4 separate regions of the Mus musculus genome follow, and regions 1, 3 and 4 are each linked to region 2. A link is a contact called in public HiChIP or PLAC-seq data. All regions are on one chromosome and are shown on one strand. The core of a region is the stretch at or near the end of the contact, and the rest is flanking DNA. Distances in the headings are between cores, read along the strand shown.

Region 1 (2,700 bases), core at 95-2,594, 120 kb after region 2:
TCTGCTGTGTGGGTAGCAGGGGCCTGAGAGATGGAGGAAGGGAGAGGGAGACCAGGTCCTTTGGTCCAGCAATTGAGGAGTACAGGGAAAAGATGGCTGAACCCCTGTCCCCAGTGCCAGTCTAGAGACAAGGGACTCTTCTACTAGCTGGGCACCCTTGGTCCCTATCTTGTCTGTCCATTTTGTTTTCTCCTGGTTCTGCCTGCCATCCTGCTGTTCTGTTGTTCTGCTGTCCCCACAGGGTCCGCTTGCCCTTCAGTGGCCTGCAGGTGGTGGGGGTGGGGACGCGGGTCTTGTCCTTGTAAGATCTAGCTGCTGGATGCTGGGTTTCACAGAACCTCCTCACTGGGCGATACCGCAGCACTGGCTTCCCCCCTTCCAGGAACCTGCCCTCATTTCCTCTCATGTGATGTCACTCTCCTGTGACCTGCCTGACCCTTTCTGCTAACTTCCAGCCATGAGATAAGGCAGAACGACAGGCTCCAGAGGCCCCTGTAAGCCTGACTCTAAGTGGTCTTTCTGCTTCCCCAAGGCCCTGTGACTAGTGCCACTTGCAGCCACTCTGTATCAGGTCCCCCAAACCATTCTTCCAGGTTCTCTGAAATATCTGCAAGGAGGTGGGGTCAGGGGATGGCTTTCTCCTGACTATAGTTCGGCCACCACACTTACGGAGGCCTGAAGTTTGCCGAGGTCACAGAACTAACTCGTCTGGTGGCAAAGTTATATGGAGCCCGGCTCTGCAAAATGTCCTGTCCACCACAGAGCAGGCCACTGTCCCTCCCTCAGTGCTGTCTTTCTGCCCTCTGTCCTTCAGCTTGTCCATAGAAAGAGCCATGTTCACAGTGAGGCCTGACCCCTCCCACTCCTTTCTCTTATCCATGCTTCTGCCTATCCACCCAGCATCTCTCCAGCTCCTCTGTGGGAAGATGCTGATATGCCGGATTGACAGGCCTAGGAGAAAGATCCCCCTGCTAAACTCACAGGGTGGGGTGGGGTGGGGTAGCAAGGCAATCCATATGGTGCCCCGGTTCCTTCTGACTCCAGCACTTAGCTGCTGAGGTGAGAGGGCTAGGTGGACGGGAGGACCAGAGGGGCCAGAAACTCAGAGGGCCGCACCTGGGAACAGGGCTCCGAATGCCTGAATCTTACATTTGTTCTGGGATGCTCCCAGCTTCCCTGCCTGCTTCTTGGGACCCTTCCCTGGGATAGCAATGCATGATAGGTATAAGATTATCATAACCATAACACAAATTTATATATTTATAACAACGTCCTCAAGGAACAATCGGGTTCCTCTTAGCTTGAAAGGGACTGGCTTGCTCCAGGGCTCCCCCTAGTGGTGATCTCATTTGTCAAGGGCGGCTAGGCTCTGGCTCTCCCTCCCGTCTCCGGGCTTTTAACTTTCCTTGTCAGACTAACCCTTGCTCTTGCGGGTTAAGTGCCTGTGTCAGGAGTTAAATCTGATTAGTTCAGAAATGTATATTTCATCAGTTCCCTCTCAGTTTCTCACGGTAATCTGTGATCGGAAAATACTTAAGTGGAAAATTCCAGAAGTGAATCTGTTTCATTAGCTACCGCTCTCTTTAGAGCCCGATTTACAAAGAGAGATGTGTACAGGCAGAGCATAGCACAGGTAGTGTTCGCCACTGCGTGGGATTTCTGGTGTCCACGGGAGTCTAGGAATGCCTCCCATGCATAAAGGGAAAGTACTGCGATTTCTTTAAAATGCATTCTTTAAAGTAAATAACTTCTTCTTTTTTTTTTAAATCACATTTTCCAGATGCCCTGCCCACTTTCTGGGCCTGTCCTCTGAGGATAACAATCCAGGAATCCATCTTTTTTATCCACCAGGAACCCACATTTCCTTGGCTTGAAAAAGGGCGGGAGGCGGGGAAAGGGTGACGACAAGACCCAGGCTTGCCCCGCGCGCCCCCTGGTGGCGATCTTTTCTTTGACGAGCAGCTGGGCTGTTGGAACTCTGGGTGCTTGAAAAACAATTCCTTTTCAGGACCTCTTAATTTGCCTTGAAAATATGGGGCACGCCAACATCTAGTAACACAAATATCGACCCTTCAAATTATTTGCAGATTCTTTAATAACTGGCTTAATAGAGCAGGGCTGGCACCCTCACACACTCATCTGCCCTCAGTTACAGGGTTCCAGTCACCTATCTTGGAAATTCTGTTGTGTTGTTAGAAGGAGGGAAGGAGGGTCAAACAGGATTAGAGGGTCACTACAGAGGCGACTTTTAGTCTCTGGACTGCACTTTGAGAGCTACTCATGCAAGTAGATTACAGATGCCAGAGCCTAGCCAGGAACGTGAAGGTGAGGGTCAGGGGCTTGGGAAACTACGTTTCCAGAGCTTCTCCTGCCCTGAACTGAAGCGGGCAGGATTCTTGCTCCACTTTGCAGTTTCTCAATCATCTCTGTCCACGGGCTGAGTGAGCCTGCCAGGTTGCTCAGCGGGCCAACTGTGTTTTGTGTGGGGTGAGTCTACAGACAGTTGGCCAGCTGAGGTCCTCTGCCTCTGCAGACACACGGAACCTTTTTGTAGATGGAAGGCTGGCAGAAATGATTGTTTTCCTTGTGGAACAAAGAGGAAGAGTGAGACTCCTCAGAGGAGGCCCTTGACTAGCCAGATTCTCAGAGCCTATGGGTGACTGGGGCAAGAATCTGGATGGAATTTTATCCCACAGTCAA
Region 2 (2,700 bases), core at 95-2,594:
TATCACAGCTTCAAAAAAAATAATTCCACATACTGGAAATGAACTATGAAACGGTTATAGCAATTCACACTTGAAAAATCAAACACCGAACTTCTCCAAATAAATATGAGGGGAAAAAATACTCCAGTAGAGAAATGGACAAATACACAAATAGTAACTTGTGTAATAGGAAACCCAAAAGTCCAATAAACAACTAAAAACACAAATGCCCAACAAAACACCTGCAAACACAAACACCCAACCAAACACTTATAAACACAAATGCCCAACACAAGGCGAGTGTAGTTGATATCATCAAAACGGCAAGAAGCCTACGACAGTTTGTAGGTAGGATTTTCGGTTTGGAGTGGTTTCCCAGCTAGGATCTTGCTGTATCGCTCGATGGCTCTGGCTGCCTTGGAACTCTCACTCTGAATCCTGGACTCAAGCTCCCAGCAATCCCTTTGTCTCAGCTTCCTGAAAGCTTAGATTGCACCATGCTGTGAGAAGGTTTGGACTTGCCAAACTTCTACCAGCTTGCTCTACTGCATCTGTCCCTGACTCTTCCTCCTCCTCCTCCTCCTCCTCCTCCTCCTCCTCCTCCTCCTCCTCCTCCTCCTCCTCCTCCTCTCACTCCTCCTCCTCCTCCTCCTCCTCTCACTACTCCTCTTCTTCCTTCTCTTCCAACTCCTTCCCTTTTCCCTATCCTCCCTCCTCTCCTTCCTCCTCCTCCCCCTTTTCCTCCACTTCCTCCCCTCCCAATTTCCCCCCTTCCTCCCCTTCCTCCTTTTCTCCCCTCTCCTCTACCTCTTCCCTTCTCTCTTTCCCTCCCCCTCCTTTGCCTTCTCTCTACACACTGGCCCTTGCTTAGGCAGCACCCCCCCCCCCCGGGCCAACTTTGTTTGACATCACACGTCATAGCCACCAGTTTTCCCTGCTGGTGACTCTGAGGTCACTCTGTAGCTCTCCCTTGGCCCATGTCTCCTGCCTTGCTCACAGCACCTGTGGTGTGGTTTGCCTTCTCTACAGAGCAGGAACTCCAGGACAACCTGGCTTCCTGCATTTTAGAGTCACCAGCTCCCAACACAATGCCTGATACACAGTAGGCACTCAAGTGTTTGCCCATGGGAGTCAGGCCAACTGACTTCTTGGAGGATGCAGATTCTTCGAGAGCAACTTTGTCCCTGCCCTGGCTTAGGAAGTGAATCTTCAATTCTCTAGGGTGCCTGGGTTCCCTTTGGAGCCTAAGTCAAGTGCCCTTGGTGGCCTGGGCCCAACCTAGCACCTGTGGGGCCCCAGGTCCTCTTCCAGACCGCATGCTCCACCCCCTCAAGGCTGTGGGGCAGCAGCTTGGGTAAGTTCCTCTTCCGTTTCCTCCCGCCTCTTGAGCTGGGGTGCTGCTCCTCACTGCCGGGTACCTCCTAGCCACTCCATACCACTGGTGTCCACAGCAACGCTCCTGGCCCCCAACTGTCATCCCTGGCTGCTGGGCCTCAGATGCAATGCAGGCCATCAAGTGTGTGGTGGTGGGTGATGGGTAAGTACCTGGCTGAGTTGTCTCCCACCCCTACCAGGATGCCTCTGAGATCCTCCCTGGTACACCCACAGATTCAGGGCTCCCAGGAGGTTCTGGGGAAAGTCGCTTCCTTTCCTTGTAAGGGCTTACAAGGAACATTTGGGGTGGGTCTGGACTGCTCCCTGTCCTTCAGCCTACCCCACTCCGGAAGCTACTTGGGTGGAGGGCCTGGACTGTGGGTGGGGTGCTGCTATTTGCCTGTACCCTGAGAGCTGGGACAGGGCTCCTACCGGGCCAGCATCAGTTCAGGGTACAGGTACGAGGAGGGAAATCAGCAGCTTGCCCTTCGGACCTTTGTTTCCCAGGCTGGCCCAGGCTCTAGTTGCTGTCTTGCTGGGCCTAGGGGACTTCTGGCAATCTCCAAGCTTTCTGACTCTCAGTCCAGCCTCTGCTCTTAAGGACTCCAGAGGGCAGGCTGGCTGCAGCCCTGCTAAAGTCTGATAGTCATTGTCAGATCTTGGGACCACAGGCTCTCATAACCCAAGGCCTGAGTTTCTTCATGTGTCTCCCATATATTCCGACACATTAGGGTGCAGTCCTCAAGTCTATCTTGGGTCCCGCTAGATCCATCCTCACATGTACTAGACAGCCATCTTCAGTTCGAAACGGGGAGGGGCTGAGGCCTGGAGACCTTTCCTGGCTTAGGTCCCAAGGTCACACACACTTTGGCTCTGCTGGTGGCATAGGCTATCTACCTCCTCAGCTGACTAGGTCCGACTTGGTCGCTGCTGCAGCCGCCACCGCGCTAGGGTGTCAGCCGTTATCTGTGGCAGCTGCTCTGCTCACTTCTGCTTTGTGTCTGATCTGGGGGAGGAGGGGGCGGACACGGAGGGCCGGAAGTCAATGATTCTATGCATTCAAAGTTACCTGGGTGGCAGGCTGGGGCTTGAGGGCAGAGGTTTAGGGGGCAGGGACAGCAGAGCAACCTCCTCGAGTGGGAAGTGACTTAACGGAATTGTACTGGGGAAGGCCCGGAGCTGTCCCTCTGGCCTCTCAGCTTCCTGCTGAATGACCTGGGTGACCTCCCAGCTTGGCAGGGAGATAGCTTAAATGGTGGTCATCTCCATTTATCCCATTTCTCTTTTGTATGTGGTCACCGGGCTGTGGCTCTCTGTATGATCTGTCTTCCACCAACCCTACTTACC
Region 3 (2,700 bases), core at 159-2,658, 98 kb before region 2:
GAGCACACATAAGATCTGGGAGCGCTTCCGGCCCTACAAGAAACACCATCGCGAGGAGGTATACATGGCTGCCGGCCACGCCCTGCGTAAGAAGGTCCAGTTCGCGAAGGATGAGGACCTGCATGACATCCTTGATTACTGGAAGGGGGTCTCAGCCCAGCAGAAGCTGTGACCCTCTCCTCCCCCACCGGTGAGGTGATGGGGAGGAGGGCAAGGGGACTTGGGGGAAGGGCCCCCCAACAGGGTGGCCGGGAGACGGGAGACAGGCCAAGGAGCCTGGGGCCGAGGGGCCCGGGCCTAGGAGTGGACGCACACGCACACACGCACACACGCACCCACACACACACACTTGACCACCACCTGACTGTGAAGTAACCAACACCCAATAATAGCGGACAGGAAAACAAACATTTTCCTTAAAGTTTACAACCTGCTACTGACACCAGTTGTCTCTACTGTGCTGCCCAAGGGACTTCTTGCTGGGCTGGGGAAAGAGGCCAGAGAGGGTGTGGGGGGCCTGAGACTCAGGCGGGTTTTGGTGGCAAAAGAGATTTGGGTAGAGGTCAACCACAGGCCTCTTGTTCAGAGAGGCTATCCTCCAAGCTTGGGAACATTTCCCTTGGAGACGTGGCAACATGTGGACATTGGGCATCCTCTCCTCCCACTACGGATGGCCCAGAGAGAGGAAAAGAAGCCCTAGGGGTCTCTCACCCAACAGGTTACAGCTCTGTCTCCCAGCTTCCTGGCCCAGTGCTGGCCCCGCCTCCAGCTGCTCCTCTGGGCTCCGCCCCCATTCATCTGCTACTCCTTCCAAAGTTGTGGTCTCAGGGGTCTAGGGACTGAAGCAGGCAGGTGCTCTTTAGAAAGTCCATGGGCATCTACAAGGTGAAAGGCTATGGTCCCTAGCCCTGGGAGGCCAAGAGTAAGCAATGTCCTGCTAACCAGACAGAAGCAGAGGCAAAGGGTGCCACCAGCCCCCTTCAAGTGTCTTCCAAGTAGCCCTGGGGAGCTGCCTGGGTGTGGGGTGGTGGGTAGACCTGCTCCCCACTGGTATCTCAGGTGTAGGCCCCCATGCCACAGCCCCTAGTTTCTCTGGGTCTCCGGGACTCCTACCCACCACAGAGAGGCAACAGTGAATGACAAGGCCTGGGGCCAGTGTGGAGATGATGTAGAATGTGGGGATCTCTCCCTGCACCCTGCACCCCACTTGTCTGGCTCCTGCTGTGTGCAGCATCTCGGCCTGCCCAGGAGGGCATCTGCCCCACCCCACCCTGTCTTATCCCCTGGCTTAGAGGGACTCCCATATTTCCATGGAAATGGCCACCATCCTCTTTATGACCCACTCCCAACACCAATCAAAGCACAAACAGTGAGGTGCCTCCTACTGCCCTGGTCAGGGTGCAGGGCCAGGTTCCTGGCCCCTCCCCTTCCCTAGCTAGTCCGTTGCCATGGCAACCCAGAGCCTGGCAGTTGGTGCCCAGAGCGACTAACTGACCAACCGTTGGGCTCTCTCACTGAGTTCTCTCAGTGTGGGTGGCAGCAGAGGGGGGTAAAGGAAGCCTGGCCAGGTGGCAGCTCTCTCGAGAGCCAAGAGCTTCTGGGGACAAGCTCTGGAGTCCCGAGACTAGGCTAAGGCATTGTCCTTTGCCTTTGAGTGGGCAGTGGGCCTGTGGGGCATTGGGACAGCTGTACTGGGCAGTTCTGCCCCCTGCCTGTGTGCCCCTTAGCTTCCCATTGAGATAGGGAGGAGCCTTCTCAGCTCAACCCCAACTTCCTGAGACTCCTTCATTCCTGCTGCTCTTTTTGGCTTACATGAGATAAGAGATTTGTGACTCTTGAGTGAGGAGGATGGTGGGCGAGAGGCATCTCACTTGACCGGTGAGGGCTCTGACCAGGAAAGCTAGGGCTATCCTTGGGGGTAGGGTATGGGGAAGGACCGGGGGTGGGGAGACTTGACTGAACACCTCTATCACATCGACTTCGGGGTGGGCTGAGCCCAGGGCTCACTCAGGGGTGACATTTGCAAAAAATAAAAATAAAAAATAAAGAAAAAAAAAGACTGTTCTGGGGAGAGGAGGGGACTGGCCAGCCTGGATGTGGAGAACAGAGCTCCCTTAGCCACAAACCCCACCCCTCACCCTACCCTATACCCACTGACCACCCTGAGAATAGCAGGCAGGCCGAGAGGCTAGGGGCGTGAGCAAGCAGACCCCTGTTATCTTTGCATGACGATTTTACTGTATTTTTTCTGAGCAAACATCTGTCGTGTATGTGCCAGTTTGTCCAGACTCCCCTCCCCACCCCCATTCCCTCCATGTGATCCAAGCAGCTCTTGAAACCCAGGGAGGGCCAGCTCTGCAGAAGACCAAAACAGGTGCCGCCAACCTAGCCCTGCCCCAGACCCTCCTCCCATCTTTCTGGGCATTGGGCCCACAAGTGTTTGCCTGCCTTCCTCCATCTTTACAGACACTCCTTCCCTGTTAACCATCTCTGTCCTGAACCACTTCTGCTTGTTCTTCCTCCTCTCCACCGGGGAAAAGCAGCCTTAGAAGAGTGTTCTCAAGGCCATGTTCCTGTGGGAGGGGCTGTGGAAGGATCCACACCGGGCTGTTTCCATCTGGAAACGAAGCTGGGGCCCTCCAAAGAGGCACCCGGCCAGCCACATGGGACAGATGGAGAGGACTGTCACACTGAGTACAG
Region 4 (2,700 bases), core at 122-2,621, 78 kb after region 2:
CTCCTTTCCTGGCTTGTCTCAATTCTCTTTTTAGGGTTCTTGATTTCACTCTCCAGCATCCCCAGAGTCCTGGGGATTTTGTGTGTGTGCATACGTCCCTCCATATCCCAGACAGGGCACCAACGACAGAGCAAGAAACAGCTCCACTGAAGTCTAGCTTGGTGAGCTAGTGAGTTTCTTGTGCACATTTATGGAGTAAGGGGTTGCTTACATCAGTTTGGGTGACCACCCCCCCAAGCAACTATGTTACTGGGAAGTCACAGCTGAGCATGGATGATGGCATCCCCATAGTTGTATAGATGGAGTCACTTCTTCTTTGGCTAACCTATCCTCTCTAGTGTGTAAGTACCCCTGAGTTCAGTTACACATCGCTAAAGCTGGACCTCAGGGGAGGGGTTCCTGTTACTTCTCTTCCCTTCTTGTGAGGGGATGAACATCAGCAGGTCCAATCGTGTGGCTCTCTTGTGGCAGTTACAGCTGCCCCGATGAAGATGGTAATGGCTGTTATGTCCAGAGAACAGAATTCTTACAACTCCCTTCTTTTCACAAGAGGGCAGAAGCTTGTCATATTTCCCCAAGCCTGGCATTAAAACCAAGATGAAGGGGAGATAGAAACGGGGAGTCCCTGGTCCTGTGATACAATATGTAAATAAACACCCATTCATTTACGGAGAAATTCGTGACTTCATTGTTAAAAATAAAAGCCGTGAACTGAACCCTGCCACCCTATCTCACCGAGAGAGGAAGGATTAGAACTTACAACTCGGAAAGGAAGAAAGTGATAGGAGGGCCACTCATTGGCCATCAAACTGCTTATCAAGCCTTAAAACCAGTCAGTCACCTTTGAATGCTAGCCTAAATAAAGGGCATCTCAGAGACTGAAGTAAAGGGCAGCATGTAGCGGGGGCTGGGGGATGGCTAAAATGGAGATCAGCAAAGAGGACACCTAGACTCTAGGTCCTAGAGGGATGATGTGTCTGTGGGTGGCTTTGGTGTTAGGGTGTGAGCATATGTATGTGTGTGTGTGTGTGTGTGTGTGTGTGTGTGTGTGTGTGTGCATGCGCGTGTGTGCTCATGCGTGAGCAGAAGTCGATGGTGTTAGGGTGGCATGTGTGAGATGTAGCGGGGAAGAGTAGGCAAAGAAGGGCCTGCCCCCTCAGGTTCTGTGCATAGCTAGGTCCCTGTACCACAGTAACTGTGTGAGCGTGTGTGCCACCACATTCAGTGGCTGCCCCTGGGCGTAGGAGGAGATCTTATCAGTGCTAGGTGTGTGTGGAGTTTCAGGCTACCTCATCACCCCCCATCTCTCCACCTCCCATTGGGCCTTGCCCCTCATCCTCTATACAGGAAGTGGGCTCGCCTTGGGTTTCAGTCTGTTGCTGGCCTAGCTGTTGTCTGCTACCTAAGCTGCGGAGCAGGAGATGGCCGTGGACCCAACCTCCAGCAGGACTGCAGGGAACATCTCGACACAACTCCATGTTGCAGCCAGGTGATGCCCCTGTGTGGTCCCCTGGGAGCCCTGGGCACCCCACTACCTCTTGCTGGTCCTCCCAAGGGACAGGGAGCTGGGAGGGGGCGCTCATCTCTAACTTGGTTCCCTTTGTAGTTTGTATCTGGGCTTTGATGATTAACCTTGTCTTAGGATTCCCTGGGGAAGGGGGTAGCCTGGCTGTCATGGTTTCTCCTTTAAGAATAAACCCCTTCCAATGTCAGGGCACAGTGGCTTCTTCCCAGTCTACTCTGTGGGAAGCTGTGTGCCATTTTCGCTAGGAGGGACTTCCCTGGATCCTGTGTGGGGATGTCTTAGCCCAGAAGGGTGGAGGAAAAGATTTGTAGCTCGTCAGTATTGGGAGGTGGCATGGCGTGTATGGGACAGGTGGGATTCAACGCTGACGCCTGTGGAGTTCATCTCAGCCTGGAGAATTCTCCTTAGTGAGAAAGAGAGAAGGAATCTCCCCCTGGGACCTGGCTGTCCAGTCAGCTATGTTGATTGACAGGTTTCTGAGGGCCCTAGGCTGGAGGTCAGAGGTAGAGTTCTAGCTTAGATTTGTCTCTGACATTACCGAGTGGCTAGAGAGGTTAAGGACATCGCCAGGCATGGGGCTCCGTCTCCGAGGCTGCCTGAGGTAGGAGCTTCCCACCGTTAGCTGTGTTTACAGTACTTCAGGGCCAAGGTGGGTGGCTGAGGAAGGCAGAACTACCTTTGAAGGTCCCCTTTCTTTCACACACTCCTCAGCTGAACTGAACAGCAAGAGGTGAACAGTGGTGTGTGTGTGTGTGTGTGTGTGTGTGTGTGTGTCTTTGTGAATGTGTGTGTCTCTGGAGAGGTGGCCAGAGAAAGGATCTCTGAGGTCAAAGGCCACCAGATCTGACAGACAAGCTCTTGCTTGCCGTCCGTCCTCCCTCAGTCGACCCTGTACCTCACAGACCTGTGAGGCCTTGGACTGCCCCAGCACTGGAACCTTTATCCTGGGAAACAGGCTGCTTTAGGCCCTGATCTTCCCATAGGGAAGGAGCAGTCAGTCACAGAACCTGCTCTTGTGCTGTGAGACCTCTCTGTGACATGTGTGGGTCAGTCTGACGCAGGGAGTGTGACACGACTGTCACTCATGGCTGACCCTCCTCCTCCGTCAGCATCACCACTGTACTGGAAATCAGGTGACCCAGTTAGAGCAGCCTGGGTCTGTGGGATGACAGACC

Evidence for each region. HiChIP or PLAC-seq counts read pairs in DNA pulled down with a chosen protein or histone mark.
Region 1: an H3K4me3 HiChIP or PLAC-seq map of pro-B cells shows a contact between it and region 2, with 4 times the contacts expected there. The contact joins the enhancer-like site here to the promoter of Rac2 in region 2. A contact is called at or near these places in 6 of 15 datasets of contacts at CTCF or cohesin (CD8 T cells, embryonic stem cells, hippocampal excitatory neurons and 2 more), 73 of 484 Hi-C or Micro-C datasets (the AtT-20 cell line, B cells, the Ba/F3 cell line and 44 more), 31 of 115 datasets of contacts at active chromatin or transcription factors (the 230-238 cell line, CD8 T cells, the HPC-7 cell line and 20 more) and 4 of 9 other capture datasets (adipose tissue, embryonic stem cells, liver and 1 more).
Region 3: a contact with region 2 is called in an H3K4me3 HiChIP or PLAC-seq map of the SCID.adh cell line, with 16 read pairs. The contact joins the promoter of 1700041B01Rik here to the promoter of Rac2 in region 2. A contact is called at or near these places in 1 of 115 datasets of contacts at active chromatin or transcription factors (the SCID.adh cell line) and 1 of 9 other capture datasets (liver).
Region 4: a contact with region 2 is called in an H3K27ac HiChIP or PLAC-seq map of CD8 T cells, with 14 times the contacts expected there. The contact joins the promoter of Il2rb here to the promoter of Rac2 in region 2. A contact is called at or near these places in 4 of 39 promoter capture datasets (cranial neural crest, frontonasal cranial neural crest, maxillary cranial neural crest and 1 more), 1 of 15 datasets of contacts at CTCF or cohesin (CD8 T cells), 3 of 484 Hi-C or Micro-C datasets (the N1E-115 cell line, cortical neurons and trophoblast stem cells), 7 of 115 datasets of contacts at active chromatin or transcription factors (CD8 T cells, the SCID.adh cell line, large pre-B cells and 2 more) and 3 of 9 other capture datasets (adipose tissue, liver and pancreatic islet).

Annotation. Positions count from the first base shown.
Region 1 is chr15:78,447,050-78,449,749 of GRCm38.p6, reverse strand. The region is part of intron 10 of Tmprss6 (transmembrane serine protease 6); the gene reads left to right. Among named protein-coding and RNA genes, the nearest start is that of Kctd17, 20 kb to the right of the region's middle. Within about 2 kb of position 1,344, at least 228 of the 459 cell types and tissues checked have an H3K27ac peak or open chromatin away from gene starts, as enhancers often do. A contact at or near this core is called in B cells, the Ba/F3 cell line, the C2C12 cell line and 41 more, where this site is marked.
Region 2 is chr15:78,571,427-78,574,126 of GRCm38.p6, reverse strand. It overlaps Rac2 (Rac family small GTPase 2), which reads left to right and starts at 1,344. Exons shown (of 7, transcript NM_009008.3): 1 at 1,344-1,516. The coding sequence starts at 1,482.
Region 3 is chr15:78,669,346-78,672,045 of GRCm38.p6, reverse strand. It overlaps 1700041B01Rik (a long non-coding RNA gene), which reads right to left and starts at 1,408. Exons shown (of 4, transcript XR_003951540.1): 1 at 1,118-1,408; 2 at 712-839. Elfn2 (leucine rich repeat and fibronectin type III, extracellular 2) reads left to right here. Exons shown (of 2, transcript NM_001358692.1): 2 at 1-2,700. The coding sequence ends at 172.
Region 4 is chr15:78,493,737-78,496,436 of GRCm38.p6, reverse strand. It overlaps Il2rb (interleukin 2 receptor, beta chain), which reads left to right and starts at 1,371. Exons shown (of 10, transcript NM_008368.4): 1 at 1,371-1,489.